Regions from separate parts of the Sus scrofa genome. Here region 2 is linked to region 1. A link is a contact called in public HiChIP or PLAC-seq data. All regions are on one chromosome and are shown on one strand. Each heading gives the region's core, a stretch centred on a gene start, on an enhancer-like site or on the middle of the called end of the contact. The rest is flanking DNA. Distances are from core to core; before and after follow the strand shown. Region 1 overlaps GLIS3 (zinc finger protein GLIS3). Region 2 has its middle 150 kb from the start of RFX3.

The links. HiChIP or PLAC-seq counts read pairs in DNA pulled down with a chosen protein or histone mark.
Region 2: an H3K27ac HiChIP or PLAC-seq map of alveolar macrophages shows a contact between it and region 1. The contact joins two enhancer-like sites. A contact is called at or near these places in 3 of 47 Hi-C or Micro-C datasets (embryonic fibroblasts, fibroblasts and liver) and 1 of 2 datasets of contacts at active chromatin or transcription factors (alveolar macrophages).

The regions. Positions count from the first base shown.
Region 1 is chr1:217,633,370-217,637,093 of Sscrofa11.1, forward strand. The region is part of intron 1 of GLIS3 (zinc finger protein GLIS3); the gene reads left to right. Among named protein-coding and RNA genes, the nearest start is that of GLIS3, 63 kb to the left of the region's middle. Within about 2 kb of position 2,177, at least 7 of the 83 cell types and tissues checked have an H3K27ac peak or open chromatin away from gene starts, as enhancers often do. A contact at or near this core is called in alveolar macrophages, where this site is marked.
Region 2 is chr1:218,186,706-218,190,855 of Sscrofa11.1, forward strand. No RefSeq gene overlaps it. Among named protein-coding and RNA genes, the nearest start is that of RFX3, 150 kb to the right of the region's middle. Within about 2 kb of position 2,141, at least 6 of the 83 cell types and tissues checked have an H3K27ac peak or open chromatin away from gene starts, as enhancers often do. A contact at or near this core is called in alveolar macrophages, where this site is marked.

The DNA of each region.
Region 1 (3,724 bases), core at 927-3,426:
ACATAAGAAATGTATAATAAAACCATGCTGCCTTACTCATTCCAGGAGGATGAAACTTAAAAAAGTGTTTCAAATGATATTAACATGCAGTTTGATAAAAAGGTGCTCAAATTTCAAGTTTTCCTAGTTTTCCACTTACTTTAGACAGAGTTGACACAAAAATCAAATTTTTTACTGAGATAAAATGAAATGCTGATACAGAGAAGTACACGTATCTTAAGCTTGATGAGTTTTCACAAGCTGAACACAACTGAATAACCAGCATCTGGATTAAGAAATGAAACATTATCAATGCTCCAGAAACATCACTCTTACTCCCTCCTTCTACTATGTTCCCCCAACCCTTCCAGTCACTGTGTTCTCCTTATGAGTAATGACTGCCTTAACTTCTAACAGATGTAATAATTTTGCCTATTTTTTTTATACTTGATGTAAATGGGATAATTCACTCTGCACTCTTGGGTCTAGCTTCTTTTGCTGATAGAACAACTTTTTAATAGGTCAAATAATTTGGACTCCCCTTTAAAGTTTATGAGAACAGTTTGGCTTACAGAAGTTAGTTGGTTAGGCACTACTTAATATGATAGAATTAGGGGAAAAGACACTAATTAGAACAGAAGCTCTATTCTCTATCCTAATGACCGATTAGGGAAACTGAACAGACTTGAGTGAAACTATAGAGTGAAACCTGCTTAGGGTGAGCAAGGAGAATGCTGAGGAGCAACTTCCACCATGACAACTCAAAATACATTTGGCACTATCTCAGTTAGGACCAACAACCCCTACAACTAAAGAAGTGCCTGGTATCAGTCCTGAAATAATGTATTTGTTTTGTGGCTTTTAGGTAGGATTTGTTATTGTTCATGAATATGGCAAGATAAAGGCAAGAATAATATGCCTGCTCAGAAGAGTGGAATAGAGTTTTTATGCTACTTTATGTTCTCTATGTTCTAATAAAGGAGTAGATTAGGAGGAAAAGACCAGGAAGCACACAACTGTAATTAAACTGGTTCCACAAGACACAAAGCTTAGGGTTCATGACTTTATGATCACACCTTTCTTAGTCTATATTTATTCAGCAATAAATGACAAACATAGGATATGATATATAAATATATAATTATATATTTCATTTATACTATATTTCTAAGTGTAAATGAGCAGTGCAGTTTGATAAGTATAAATATAATAAATATATATGTATGTATATGAAAAATCAATATGTAAGACACATACAGTGTGAAAAATCTAAAAGTACAGGTGTAATATAAAATATTCTGTGTATCTACAAGGGCTGGGGAGAGTTCAAAGATAAATTAGACATATTCCCAAATTTAATGAAATTAAAATTTAGATAGAAAGTGAAACAGGCAGATAACAGTAAGGCAATGTAGAAAGTAAGGAGTGTACATCCTTCTATGTATCAGGCACTGTGCTAAACTAGTAACATGCATTATGTCATTTAATATTCTGTAATGTTATGAAATAGGTATAATTGTGTAATTCTCATCATTTTACAGATCAGAAACAGATTAAGAGAGGATCAGGGAAGGCCTAAGGTGGGCTGGACCTGGAGGATGAATAGGATCTGGATTTGGTGAAAAAGAAGGCAAAAGGAGGGAGGTGTGGAAAGACCACTTAATTTGACTCTAAGGGAGTATCTAGGATGAACAGAAAGGAAGATCCAATCATGTTCTACTTTGGGAACAAAATTAGGAGATTTGTCTGTAGAAATTGAATCATGAAAGCTCTAAGTATTTGCCAGCAGTGTTTAAGTAATGAAAACTGGTAAGGCCATTCTTGTCTGACATGAACTCTTCAAGACCAAAAATGGGAACAACTGCACATTCCTTCTGGTGCAGCAAGCCTTGATGAACTGCAGATGGGAAGACAGACTGCAGTGCAAGATCAGAACCTGTTCCAGGCTTCTTGATAAGAGATCAGATTTTCTCACTGTCAGTTATTTCTGGAGTTCTGAGCCATATCTATGAAGTTTCATTTCTAGACCTGCTAAATACTGTACACAGAAAACTAACCAGATCCCAGAGCAATGTATGAATTCTTGTTATTCCTGTGTGTGAAGAAGTGGATTAATGTTTTCCCAACCTTTGCAGCATGACCAATAGATTCCACTTCTGTCTGTAACTTGACTGAGTCATTCATGTAGGTTTTTTTTTTTTAAATAAATATGTTGTCATGTTGGTTAAGGGCCTAGTCATTGTTGTGGACGTTCATACTTCTGCAGTGATGTCAGTGAATATAAATTAACTTGTATAAAACTTCTGTCTACCAGCAGCTAAAAATAGTTACATTGGTCACTTTTAAGCAATAACTGACTATACAGAAGGAAAGAAATCAGTTACACATGTGATAGGGACAATTTAATGTACTTGAATATTTGGTTTAATGAGTACTAAATTAAGTTTATTTCTAGAATCTTCCATAGGTAGGTGTTTATTACTCTTTAAAAGGATTATGATTTTTAGCTTTACAAATAGCTGTGCACATGGACTGAGAAGTTATTTATACACACTAGATAACAGAGAATGGACTTTCATTTGCTGTATTTTATAGCATATGTATCTCCTTGTGTGAGATTTTTTTTTTTAAGAAAAATATCTCCAGCCAGTTACTTTTATACTCTGAAGAAGCCTTTGTGTCTCAAATCATGGCCATGTGGTATTCACTCTTCACAGTTCAGGTAATTAATTCAGTGGTGACATCATAGTGAATGCGTTCATTTTTCCATTTCAAATTCCTCTTCATAGGATCTGATGGTTAACTCACATTATGAACATATTTTAAAAAACTCAGTTCTCAAAGGCAATTATGTGTTAATTTAAATTTTCCCTCCTTTAGCATTTTATGAATGAAGTTTTATTCCAAGGAGGATCATCTACCCTCTGCAACAAGGAAGATCTAAAATGGTCAGTCATTTTGATCTTGATTTTATTAGTTAGTTGGTTAATATCTACACAGCACAACTGATTAATCGATACTAAATAAAAGACAAAGTGAAAGATAACAGTGATAAGAGTGTAGCTTTGTGTTATTTAATCCTTATTTTTCATAAAGCTAAAAATGTCATACATTTAGATCTTCCTTTCATTACAGCTATATTTTGTAATTTATTTTACTTTAGCTGTTCAATTCTCTTTGTATCTATAGCTGTTCTTGGTAGGTACCTGGATAGGCAGATAGTTCAAATGCTTTTATAGCTATAGTTCTTGTATGTTTTTTACTGTAATCCACCAGAAAATACATTTTTATCTTACTCAGAACACACTATATGCATATAGCTATGTAGACATGTATACCAATAAATCACTGAAATAGAACAGTTCTTAACCATTAATGTATTTGATGCACATTGATAGCTTCCTTCTGTTTTATTTCACTTGGTTATAATTCATTAAAAAATGTTTTTGCGGAGTTCCTGTCGTGGCGCAGTGGTTAACGAATCCGACTAGGAACCATGAGGTTGCGGGTTCAGTCCCTGCCCTTGCTCAGTGGGTTAAAGGATCCGGCATTGCCGTGAGCTGTGGTGTAGGTTGCAGACGCTGCTCGGATCCCCCGTGTGCTCTGGTGTAGGCCAGTGGCTACAGCTCCGATTGGACCCCTAGCCTGGGAATCTCCATATGCCGTGGGAGAGGCCCAAGAAATAGCAAAAAGACAAAAAAAAAAAAAAAAAGTTTTTGCCATTGAATAATTGATTTCAAGGCTC
Region 2 (4,150 bases), core at 891-3,390, 550 kb after region 1:
TAAAATACTGACTCTATGATAATTTACTGGGTGTGGGGAGAATGGAAGAAAAATTGATGTATCTGAGGATAAGAAAAGCAACCATCATCAGAGGAAATAATGGAGAAACAAATAAGAAATATTGAACCAAGCTGGTAGTTTCTTGTTCTCCTGATAAAACACACGCACGCACACACACACACACCTTTGCAACTTGCAGTATTTCCCAGTTGTCTAAAAATAAGCAGCCATGGGTAGTTCCAGCCTCTCTTATCTTTTTCACAGGTATCTCCTCTTGGTCCTGGGATTAAATCTTCTCTTGATCACTATCTTACCCTTTAGCCATTCATTCCCCATTGACAGTATAAATGTCACTTTGAAATAACTATCCCTGCTATTTGGTTTGAGGATGTTTGAAAAAGTAGTACTTTTGCAGGAGTTGATGTTGGGTTATATGATTTCACATAAAACAGCATGGGGCTGGCGGACAAGTCTTGCTTCTTAAGGATTTTCTAGCTCATCTTTTAAGAATTTGTGTGAAAAGAAAATTAAAAGCAACTGATCTTGCCCTGGGCTCTTCCCTCCCCCCTCTCCCCTTCCCCTCCCCCTGCAACTACTTTTTTGATGATCACAAATCCTTGTTCTGTCGAGGTTAATAGGTCATAAGTAGTGATTTATAACTTAAAAGCCAAGCACTGCGCTCTTGTACATTTTTGCAGAAATGTTTGTTCCAGACTTGTGTGGAGTGGTGATTTCCAAAGGCTTCTGGGTTCTCAGTGGGCTGTACCTAAACAGGTTTCCCCATCTTGTATCAACTCTCACAGTCTCTCTTAATAACAAACCTTGGCAAACCATCTTCTGTTGACACCTGTGGTCCCTAGTTTTTTGGTTTGGTCACTGAACTCCCCAAAGATGACCAGCACTCTTGGAGTTGGGAGCCCTGTGTGCTACCTTGTGGCCCAGGTGCTCAGAGCTATATTTATCAACTATGCCATCTGCCAGAATTGACCCCCTCTTCCTTTCCATGGTATTCACTGCCTTTTTCAGAAGTATTACATCTTTTGTATTGTAAGCCTTTCCCACATTTTATTTAGAAAGAGTGAGTAGGATAAAGTGAATAGGCCCACTTTTGTCACCAAATGACTTGAAGCTGTACTTAGCTTCTCTGAGGCTCTGTTTGCAAAACCATGAGAAGAGAGGATTGAATTGGATTTTGAGATCATAGCCAGCTCTTACATCTACCACCAGGTGACTTTTCCATTTTAAAATAGAGCATAAAATGCATATGGATCAGATACCGTGAATACCAAGGTGGTTTTTCTGCCTGTTTGGGGGAAGGAGGAAGGGTATACCAAGCCAATTTTTAAATTGGAGCAGTGCTGCCCCAGAAAGAATTCTGCAAGCTGAAACTACTCCTCATTGTGGCTCAAGGGTGGCTCACTGCTGAGCTCTCAAAAGTTGCAATTTGGTTTATTCAGAGAATACAGGTAAGAAAGAATCAGTTTGGCTCCAAGGCTTCATGCTAAAGACATTGAAGGATGTCACAGGAAAATTGTGACAAATACCCACCAATACCTGTGGAATCCATGTCCTTCATGCCAGGGCCAAATCGCCATTGAAAACTTTCATTATTTCCTTGTGCAATGGGGCTGAACAAGTCTCATGGAAAAATGTTAACTTGTCCTTCTGTTGATCTGCTCTGGCCCTCCAGGAATCCAGCTACTGCGTCAAATCTGACAAAAGGGAGTCATGACCCACTTGCTTTCCAAGCGTGCGATTCAGTTCATGGACCCAGAAGAGAGTAGTGTGCTAAACCTTCCATTTTCCAACTTGGAAAATGGAAGCAAAGGTTATTAAAGCAAAAAAGTTAATTAGATATCATGATTCCTCTTTCTCCTTTCTACTAGATTGTTTTAATTTAGAAAAGGCATTTTCATCATGCATCTAACTGACTTTCTTGCTGCAGTGTGTTGATGGAGGTCTCTAAAGAGTAATAGTTAGAAGCTAAGTAGTGGGGGTGGGCCTGGCATGGTGGGGAGAAGGAACAGCCTACCCCACTTCCTGATGCACAAGACTAAAGAATTCAGTGGTTTCTGAGTGTACAGTGTACATATGAGTCAACAAGTAGACAAAGAAAATCCAGACCTTTGATGACCCCTGGTGAATAAACTAAGCACTGCATTGAAATGCAGCTAGAGCTGCAGCCTTCCCATGCACACACCCCCTGGATTGCTCCTCTCTCTCAAGTAAGGCAAAGGGCTTTTTCCCCTGTTTCCTTCGCATCACAGACGTACATTACAGACTCAAGGCATGCAGATCCCTCTAAGCAAACCTGATTTGGGTCATCTCTGTTGGTGGATTAAGAAATGTGTGTGCAGTTGCTTCTTTATATCTCTTCTGTGATCCTGTTAAACACAAGCAGCATTATTTAGGAATTAAGGAATTCCCGAAACAAGGTCTATAACTTCCTCTCAGATTAGGTATATATTCATCAGTATTGTTTTATGGAAGAGTTATGAAGGACAAATAAACCTGACGTAACCCAAAATGAAAATCAGTGTTGAGAGGTGATAACTTGTCTAGAAACCCTGAGTAGCAGCTAAAGTGCTTTTCTATGCAACAAAAGTCTGCATTTTCCTTAACAGCTGTATGTGACCAGCGTGTGGTACATGTGAGCCAGAAGGAAGGCTTTGTTTTGTCAGCTTGCAGGAGAGGATAGAAACTTGTTACTGTAAAAGCTGAGGGGGATGGGGTGTAGGCATTTGGGGTGTGTACCCAGGCATCCAATTATAACAGTTTTAATGCCAAGTGCCTGTTTGCAGTCATCTGGTAGAGTTATCACAGGGTCGAATAATACAGTTTATAGTGTTAATACCAGTTAGCCTGTTAGTCCTTTTTTTTTTTTTTTTTTTTTTTTTTTTGCCTTTTTAGGACCACACCCACAGCATAAGAAAGGGGTCGAATCCAACCACTAGCCGCAGGTCTACGCCACAGCCACAGCAACACAATGCAGGCTTTGAGCCTCATCTGTGACCTACACCACAGTTCACGCAACACCGGATCCTTAACCCACTGAGTAAGGCCAGGGATTGGACCCATGATCTCATGGATATTAGTTGGGCTCCTTACTGCTGAACAACAATTCCTCTTTTTTTTTTTTTTCTTTCAGTCATTTGTGTATCATAACCTTTGGGTGGAGATATTTTTTACATATCTAAGACTGATGTACAATGGGTGTTGAATTGTTAAATTTATTGTGTCTCTCCTTCCCTTTTATTTTATTTTATTTTATTTTTTGTCTTTTGTCTTTTTAGGGCCACACCCATGGCATATGGATGTTCCCAGGCTAGAGGTCGAATCAGAGTTGTTTCCACCCTCCTGTGACACAGCCATAGCAACACCAGATCCAAGCCACACCTGCGACCTACACCACAGCTCACAGCAACTCCAGAACCTTAACCCACTGAGCGAGGCCAGGGATCAAACCCGCAACCTCATGGTTCCTAGTCAGATTCGTTTCCCCCAGGCCACAACAGGAACACCTCTCCTTCCCTTTTATAACCACCACAAAACTAAGAATTATGCCTTTACATAAAAAAAAAATCACTAAATTAAAAATTGTTTGATGAGAAACATGATAGATTCCAGAAGTTTGCTTCAGCTTTAGGGTGGCCATCTCAGTTTGCTCCCTGGGATTACAGGGGCTCATGCAAACGTGCACAATCACATAAGAAAAATATGGGATCTTCGGCACAGCATACGAGGTAGCCCTCACCTGCTGCATGAGGAGGGTGGCATTCTGAGAATTTAATCGATTTGTCATACATCTAAAATTTCAAAGATGGAAAGAATCTTAGACTTTATCTAACTCAGTTTCTCCACTGCCTGCTCCATTTCCAAATGAGCAAACTGAAACTTAGAATTGGGTGATATTTCCAATGCTACATATTTTAACATGGGGGTCTGTCCCCTTCCAGGCTGGCTGTCCATCCTTTGCCTCATTCTGCCCTCCGTGTAGCATGTTGAATGTGCCCTGTCTTTGAAGAGGGAACCACTTCATCCTTAGGAATTTCAGGCAAATTGCTGACTGAAAAGTGAGGTGGGGGAGGGGATATAATGAAACATTGATAATTTCAGAAACAATTCAATTTGGAGGTATATTTATTTGATC